2 separate regions of the Mus musculus genome follow, and region 2 is linked to region 1. A link is a contact called in public Hi-C data. All regions are on one chromosome and are shown on one strand. The core of a region is the stretch at or near the end of the contact, and the rest is flanking DNA. Distances in the headings are between cores, read along the strand shown.

Region 1 (3,641 bases), core at 610-3,109:
CAACTCCTCTTTCCTTGATTATAAAGAAGGAAGACAGATGGCTTCTTGTTTAAGACTGTAATTTCAGCATCCTCCCTCAGTTAAAAACAAGATGTCCTTTTCTGGCTTTGAGGGAAAAATCTCATGGGAGGGATTTTTATTCCTGGCTGTATTGAATAATTCAACAAACACCCCAGAGAGCCCAGGGAGATATAAAGAAGAGAATACTTCCCCTTGTTCTCAGGGAGTTTACAATCTTACTGTGGAGTTTATGAACAGAATTGGGACCCACAGCAATTAATGCTTTATTTCTTCATTTCCAGCTAATGACCCAGTGGTTACCCGTAGGGAAAGAAGCCTTGGAAGTCACTCATCCTGTGCCTAGGAAAGAGCCTCAGGTCAAACTGCAGAAAAGTCAAGGATCTGAAGAAGTTGTTGTTGAGTGCTTATTCACTGACCTGTCCACTGCCTACCCACATTATTTAATCTTACACTTTGCAGCCATCCCTGCTATCAGGACTTCACAGAGGATCATGAGGTTTGGAGGAACAAGCCATCCAGGAAATGGTAATGCAAAACACCAACTAGGGAATTTTCTGTGTGTGAGTTTGTCTCCATTCCATACCCCTCCCACCCACACCCATTCCCCACCCTCTTGTTTAGATTTCTCCTTTCCTTGCTCCTCTAGTCAACTTCCCCTTTGAGTTTGAGTCACCTTGAAATCTGCCTTTTATGGACAAGTCAGCATTTCTGGGGTCTCACTCTGGTATCTTTGCAAACCTTTTGATCCCAGTCTTTGCAACACCTTGACAATATGAAACAAGACCGGAATGTTTATATGAGTGTTAGATACATGCGCGTTTCGGTGATAGTTAATCATGACCTTGTTTACTCTCGCCATTTTTAAACTGCTCTCGCTTCACTGTATCTGTAATGACTTCCCTAACATTGGAAATTTCTTAAAGGTTGTGCATGTCTAACTTGTTGCTACCCCCAACGCATATTAATACAGGTTTCGTTTTTTTTAATAAGAGAGTAGCAACTTTGCCTTTTATCGCCTGTTTAATCTTAGTGCCATAAATTTCTAGACTGTAATATAGTGAGTGCCTCGGTAAATATTTTAAAGATGAATTGGTGCGTGTGTTTATGTGTGTGCCCGCGCTACCATGTGTAAGAAAGTTTAGTGAAGAACCAACATGGCTTTGACTTGAGGGCCTGGAGTACTACCTTCCCCTCCCATTTCTGGCTCTTTTACTACAATTTCCAGTTGGGTGCTCTCACTGTCGTCGGCCTCCTTCAAGGCTTAGTGTCCACATCAGCAAAATGGGGCCAGGAGCAACAGATGATATTTTTCCACTTCCATCACCCATTCCTTCTCCATGGGAGGTTTTGCAAATACTCTCTCTTCTGGGTAACATAAACAGCCGCCAGAGCCCTAAAAAAAGCTCCGGGTCAGTGACCTCAGAGGCGCTCCCACCCGGGAGAAGGAGCGACCCCCGGTGACCTCCCCGTGCCTCGCGCGTACAGAAGCAAGTCGGCCGCCTTCCCTCTGCGAGCCCGCCGGGTCCACGGGCGCCTCGGCCTCAGACGCCCTCTCGCCGCCCCGAGGCAGAGCTCGGCCTCGGTGCCACCGCGAAATGGGCCCGGCGCCGCGCAGACTCCTGCGCGCGCCCAAGGGCCCGGCCTCGTTCTGGGCTGCCGTCGTCCCCGCCGTCCGCGCCGCGCGGCGCTGCACTGGGGGCGGGGAGTCTGATGGGAGACGCGCGCGGCGCCGAGGAGGAGGCGGCTGCAGCCCGGGAGAGGGAGCGGGAGCGGGACTGGGAGCGGGTGGTGGGAGGCGGGGGCCAGGGGGAGGGGCTGCCGCCGCCGCCCGCCCCTTTCCGCTGGGGAGCAGCTGCAGCAGCAGGAGCGGAGCCGGAGCCGCGCAGCCGCCGCCGCCGCCGCTGCCGCCGCCGGGGGATGTGGCCGGCGCCTGCCCCGGACCGCGCAGCCTCCTGAGTTCTTGCCGCTGTCGCCGTCGCCGCCGTCGCTGCCGAGTCGTGCGGGGCCAGGCCGCGCCCTCCCCGGGCGCCCGCCGGCTCGCATGCCGAGGGGCTCCGGGGCGTAGCTGCGCGCCCGGCGCCGCCTCCGGGCTCCTCCGGCCCCGCCATGGGCTGCTGCAGCTCCGCCTCCGCCGCGCAGGTGAGGGGCTCCCGCCTCCCGGCCGCCCGCCCGGATGCCACCCCGCGCTGTGAGCGCCTGCCGAGCCGTGCCCTTCGCTCCCCTGCCGTGCCCTGCGCCCCTCCGGTCCCCGCCGACCTCGGCGCTTCGTGCCTGGTCCCCCAATGCCCGCTGCGCTCCCTCCCCCGCTTTCGCACCTGAGCAGCCCGTCCCGCCCGTCTGCAGGTAGAGGCGCCCCGGGCGCCCGCTCTGCCCCGGGGAGGCATACGCTTCCCTCTCCTTGGGGCCCGCCAGCCTGCTCTCCACCTCCGCCGAGCCCCCCCGCCACCCACAGACTGTTTTCCGTGTCCCCAGAAGGTGTACCCCAGCTTGGGCTCTTCACCTCTCTTCCACCTTATTCTAGTTTCGGATCCATTTAATAAGCTGCCCATTTCCCCTGGTCTGCGGGCCCCCTTGGCCGGGATCAGGTGCTTCACTGGGTCCCGGTGCCCTTCCAGGGCCCATTTCACAGATCCCACCCGCTCGTTCCCCATCCCATCCCCCCTCTGTGCCTTGACCCTGAGCACCGCGGCCTCTCGGCGCACCGAGGCCCCTGCGGGAGCGGGGGGACTGGGCTGGGAAGGAGATTGGGCACCTGGTGGGTGACGGGAGCGTTACGGAAACTCCCTCTTTGTTGCCAGTGTAACAGGAGGAAGAGGTGCCGAATTTAGTTTTTCTGTGGGCACTGGCTGGATGTTGTCGCTGAGGGCTGAGATGCAGAGATTTCTCTCAGCTGCCACCCTGCCCCCATCCAAATTTCGCTAGCCGCCTTCTCTTTCCGATCAGAGCCTTTAACCTGGGTGGAAATGTTTGGACAACTGTGTAAGGATCAGATGTAATAGAACTTGACTGCTGGCCACTAATAACTGAGAGGACCTGTTTGTAAATTATCTAATTTAGTGGATTAGTGAGTGTATTTACAAATACGATAAAAAGCAATCAGGAATACTGCATCAAACTGTCTGGTGGTGGTGTATGAAAAATAGGCTCTGACAACGCCTGGGATGTTTCTCCACAGTTTCATTAGCGTAGAATTTAACAGTAGTCTGTGATTTGTTTGTTTGGTGGTGGTGATGGGGAGAAGTATGCGCTTGCTTCTAGAAATAAAGGCTGGTTGGTTCTTGGCGAAGAAAAAAAAATGCTAGTTTTTTGGGGAAAAAAATTCCTCTAGAGATGTAGCATCTGTGACACAGAAGTGCTTGGTGCTAAGTGACTATATATAACTCAGGTTTAAATAACCTGCATACTTGCTCTGAAAAATCTGAGATCTGTCACAGAAACAACTAGGATTGGAGATGAGTGGAGGACATTTATGGCTTTATTGAGCATTGATCCTGTTTGTCCAGTTCTTAGGCTGGCTGGTTTAGTTAGTGAAACCTTATTCAGTTAGGATAGCAAAGGAAAACCATGTGCCTGGTGTTAAGGAAGGCTGGATCACGGCTTTCTATTAGCATATAGAGGTG
Region 2 (3,641 bases), core at 668-3,167, 400 kb after region 1:
TTTGTTCCTTATTTCCAGCCTGATATGTTGAAAGCTTAGTTTGCTTACTGTAGCCACTTATGTTTTCTAAAGTAGTTAAGGTTATAAATATTTCCTTAACAAAACAAAACACCAAAAAAATCAATTTCATTATTTGTAGTGGTAGGGTACCGCACAGCAGATGTATGGAGGTCAGAGAGGAGCTTTGCGGAGTTGATTCTCTCCTTAACATCTTTACATGGATTCTGGGGCTGAACTCAGATTGTCAGACTTGTACAAGATCCTTTACCCACTGAGCCATCTGACTGGGCCCAACTTTTCTTTTAAAAAAATAATTTCTCTTCTCTTCTCTTCTCTTCTCTTCTCTTCTCTTCTCTTCTCTTCTCTTCTCTTCTCTTCTCTTCTCTTCTCTCCTTTCTTTCTTTCTTTCTTTCTTTCTTTCTTTCTTTCTTTCTTTCTTTCTTTCTTTCTTTCTTTCTTTCTTTCTTTCTGTGTTGTTCAGAGGATTTGACTCTCTTCATCCACAATGTCTGTCCTAGGGATCAAACTTAGTTTGTCAGGCTTGGTAGCAAATCTTTACCCGCTGAGCCATTTCACTGGTCTCCCACCTTTCTTAATATATTCCATTAACACATTGTTTTGGAGTGCTCACAGTAAGATTTGTGGTAAAAGGAAACACTAAGTGTCTTAGTTAGGGTTTCTATTCCTGCACAAACATCATGACAAAGAAGCAAGTTGGGGAGGAAAGGGTTTATTCAGCTTACACTTCCATACTGTTGTTCATCACCAAGGAAGTCAGGACTGGAACTCAAGCAGGTAAGAAAGCAGGAGCTGATGCAGAGGCCATGGAGGGATGTTCTTTACTGGCTTGCTTCCCCTGGCTTGCTCAGCCTGCTCTCTTACAGAACCAAGATTACCAGCCCAGAGATGGTCCTACCCACAAGGGGTCTTTCCCCCTGGATCACTAATTGAGAAAATGCTTTACAGTTGGATCTCATGGATGCATTTCCTCAACTGAAGCTCCTTTTTCTGTGATAACTCCAGCTGTGTCAAGTTGACACAAAACTAGCCAGTACACTAAGTGGGACCCATTTTAAATGAGCCATCTATTACTAGGGGACTGGTAAAAGAAACTTGGATGATATTTTAAGGATGTCAGAATCAGCGGGGCAGTGGTGGTGCAAGCCTTTAATCCCAGCACTTGGGAGGCAGAGGCAGGTGGATTCTGAGTTCGAGGCCAGCCTGGTCTACAGAATGAGTTCCAGGACAGCCAGGGCTACACAGAGAAACCCTGTCCCAGAAAGCGCCCCCTCCAAAAAAATAGGATGTCAGAATCAGCCATTAAACAATACGTCGGGGGCTGTGAGATGCTGAGTGGGTCAGGTGCCTGCTTTGTGGGTGTGGAGACCTGAGTTCATGTCCCTAGCCCCTATTAAAGCTGGGCATGGAGCTGTTTGCTCCTGTGACACAGGATCTGGAAGGATGGAAGCAGGGAGATCGAGGGACTTGCTCACCAGCCAGTGAGTGACCTTGTCTCTAAAAACAAGGTAGAGAACCAGGCAGAGTGATATATACCTTTCATTCCAGCGTTCAGAAGGATGGACGAGATAGATGGATTGATCTCCAGTTTCTAGTATGAGACTAGCCTTGCCTATGTAGCGAGTTCTAGGCCAGCCAAGGTTATATTGTGTCCTGGCTAAAAAAATGAAAAGAGAGCAGTAGAGGAAGAAACCCTGCTTCCTTATGTGCGTGCATAGGCAATTGCACCATTGCTCAAGCACATAGATATGCACACTAGCTCTTACTTTCTTCCCCACCTCAAAAAACCCCACAGTTTTTTAAGAAAACTCTGTTGTTTGGGGGTTAGAGGACTCAGTGGATAAAGCACTTGCTGCACAAGCACGGAGAGCTGACTTTGGATCTCTGTAACACAAATAAAAGCCAATTAAAGTAACACATGCCCAGAACCCAGCAGATCTCGGAGGCTCACTGCTCTGTCAGTCTAACTGAGGCAGCAAGCTTTAGGTGCAGGCAAGTCCCTGTTTCAAAAGAGAATGTGGAGACACGATCAAGGAAAGATCCTGACATCACCGCTGACCTCCATGTGCCTGCATTGGAGAATACCCTCCCAACATACCTCCCGCATACCTGCAGCCACACCCACCGCATACCTGCAGCCACACCCACCGCATATACCTGCAGCCACACCCACCGCATATACCTGCAGCCACACCCACATTCTCCCATCTCCCACACCCCACACAGTAAAACCCGTGACTAAAGAGAATACTGATTCAAATGGCCATGATGAGCACACTTGTGAATATAATTTTCGGGAAATAAATCAACAAACGCTTTATTTCTCTAGTGTATTGGGTGCTTAGCGCTTCCTGGCACCTATGCAGTGGTCTCAGAGCGTGTTTTACTCCGTCCTTTCAGGAGCAGTGGCGGCGGCCTGGAATAACCCCCTGGCTAGCTGGCTGAGTGCCATGCTCCATTGCTTTGGTGGAGGAATTTTATCCTGTATGCTGCTTGCAGAGTCTCCATTGAAGTTTCTTACAAACCACACTAATATTTTACTGGCATCTTCAATCTGGTAAGTTGCCCTTAGGCTGCACTATGAGATCTTTAAAGAATTGTTTAATAGATTGCAGTAAAATGGATCTTTTTCCTTTAACCTTTTTTATGTCCTTAAGTTAATGCATGTGCAATGAACGAACCCGAATAGTGCCAAAGACTTTAAGTGCAAAGTTTGCCTCTTCCCCTTCCTCCTCTTATCTTCTTCCAGTGGAAATTGTTTTTAGTGTTTGTGGGAACATTTTAACATTAGAGAACATCAAATATTAGCCCAAATATTTTGTTTTGTGAAATAAACTTAGATAGAATTATGACATCCTAAAAAATGTAAATGTGAACAACTAAACAAAAAGTCCAAGCTTTTCTTGTCTCTTCTTCTTTGTTGGCTTCATCATTTGCTTGTTTATTTGTAGACAGACAGACAGACAGACAGACAGACAGATAAGTTCAGAGTTTCACTGTGTAGCTGTCCTGAAACTCAGTATGTTCATCAGGCTGTCTTCCAACTCATAGAGATCTACCTGCCTCTGCCTCCCCAGTGCTGGGGTTACAGCTTTGCACCACATCTGGCTATTGGATTATGTAAAGGCTTCTGACATTTTTTTTTAGATTTATTTATTCTATATGTAAGTACACTGTAGCTGTCTTCAGACACTCCAAAAGAGGGCGTCAGATCTCATTACAGGTGGTTGTGAGCCACCATGTGGTTGCTGGGAATTGAACTCAGGACCTTCAGAAGAGCAGTCAGTGCTCTTAACCTCTGAGCCATCTCTCCAGCCCCAAGCTTCTGACATCTTTAAACATGAATTGGGAAAATGATAGTAGGAATTGGCTTGGATTCTTCTTCATACAGATTTAGATGGTTCTTAACAAGATTGATTAATTAAGTTAAAATATATTGATTCTAATCAACATGCTTTGTTTTATTTAAAGTAAACTATGCTTTCAATTTAAAAACACTATCAATTTAATATATAAGGAACATTTGGAATTCATTTTTCCTGGGGTTGGTGAGAGGGCGCAGTAGGTAAAGGAGCTAGCCGTTTAAGCCTGGCAGCCTACATTCTAGTTCTTGAACTCACACA

What was found. Hi-C and Micro-C count contacts between places; a contact is called where the count stands out from the background.
Region 2: a Hi-C map of embryonic stem cells shows a contact between it and region 1, with 3 times the contacts expected there. The contact joins the enhancer-like site here to the promoter of Slc44a1 in region 1. A contact is called at or near these places in 3 of 39 promoter capture datasets (the C10 cell line, hematopoietic stem and progenitor cells and neutrophils) and 4 of 484 Hi-C or Micro-C datasets (Th1 cells, embryonic stem cells and pre-B cells).

What each region holds. Positions count from the first base shown.
Region 1 is chr4:53,438,557-53,442,197 of GRCm38.p6, forward strand. Slc44a1 (solute carrier family 44, member 1) reads left to right here and starts at 1,860. Exons shown (of 16, transcript NM_001374697.1): 1 at 1,860-2,160. The coding sequence starts at 2,128.
Region 2 is chr4:53,838,209-53,841,849 of GRCm38.p6, forward strand. Tmem38b (transmembrane protein 38B) reads left to right here. Exons shown (of 6, transcript NM_028053.2): 2 at 2,419-2,575. Among named protein-coding and RNA genes, the nearest start is that of Tmem38b, 14 kb to the left of the region's middle. Within about 2 kb of position 1,918, at least 13 of the 459 cell types and tissues checked have an H3K27ac peak or open chromatin away from gene starts, as enhancers often do. A contact at or near this core is called in embryonic stem cells, where this site is marked.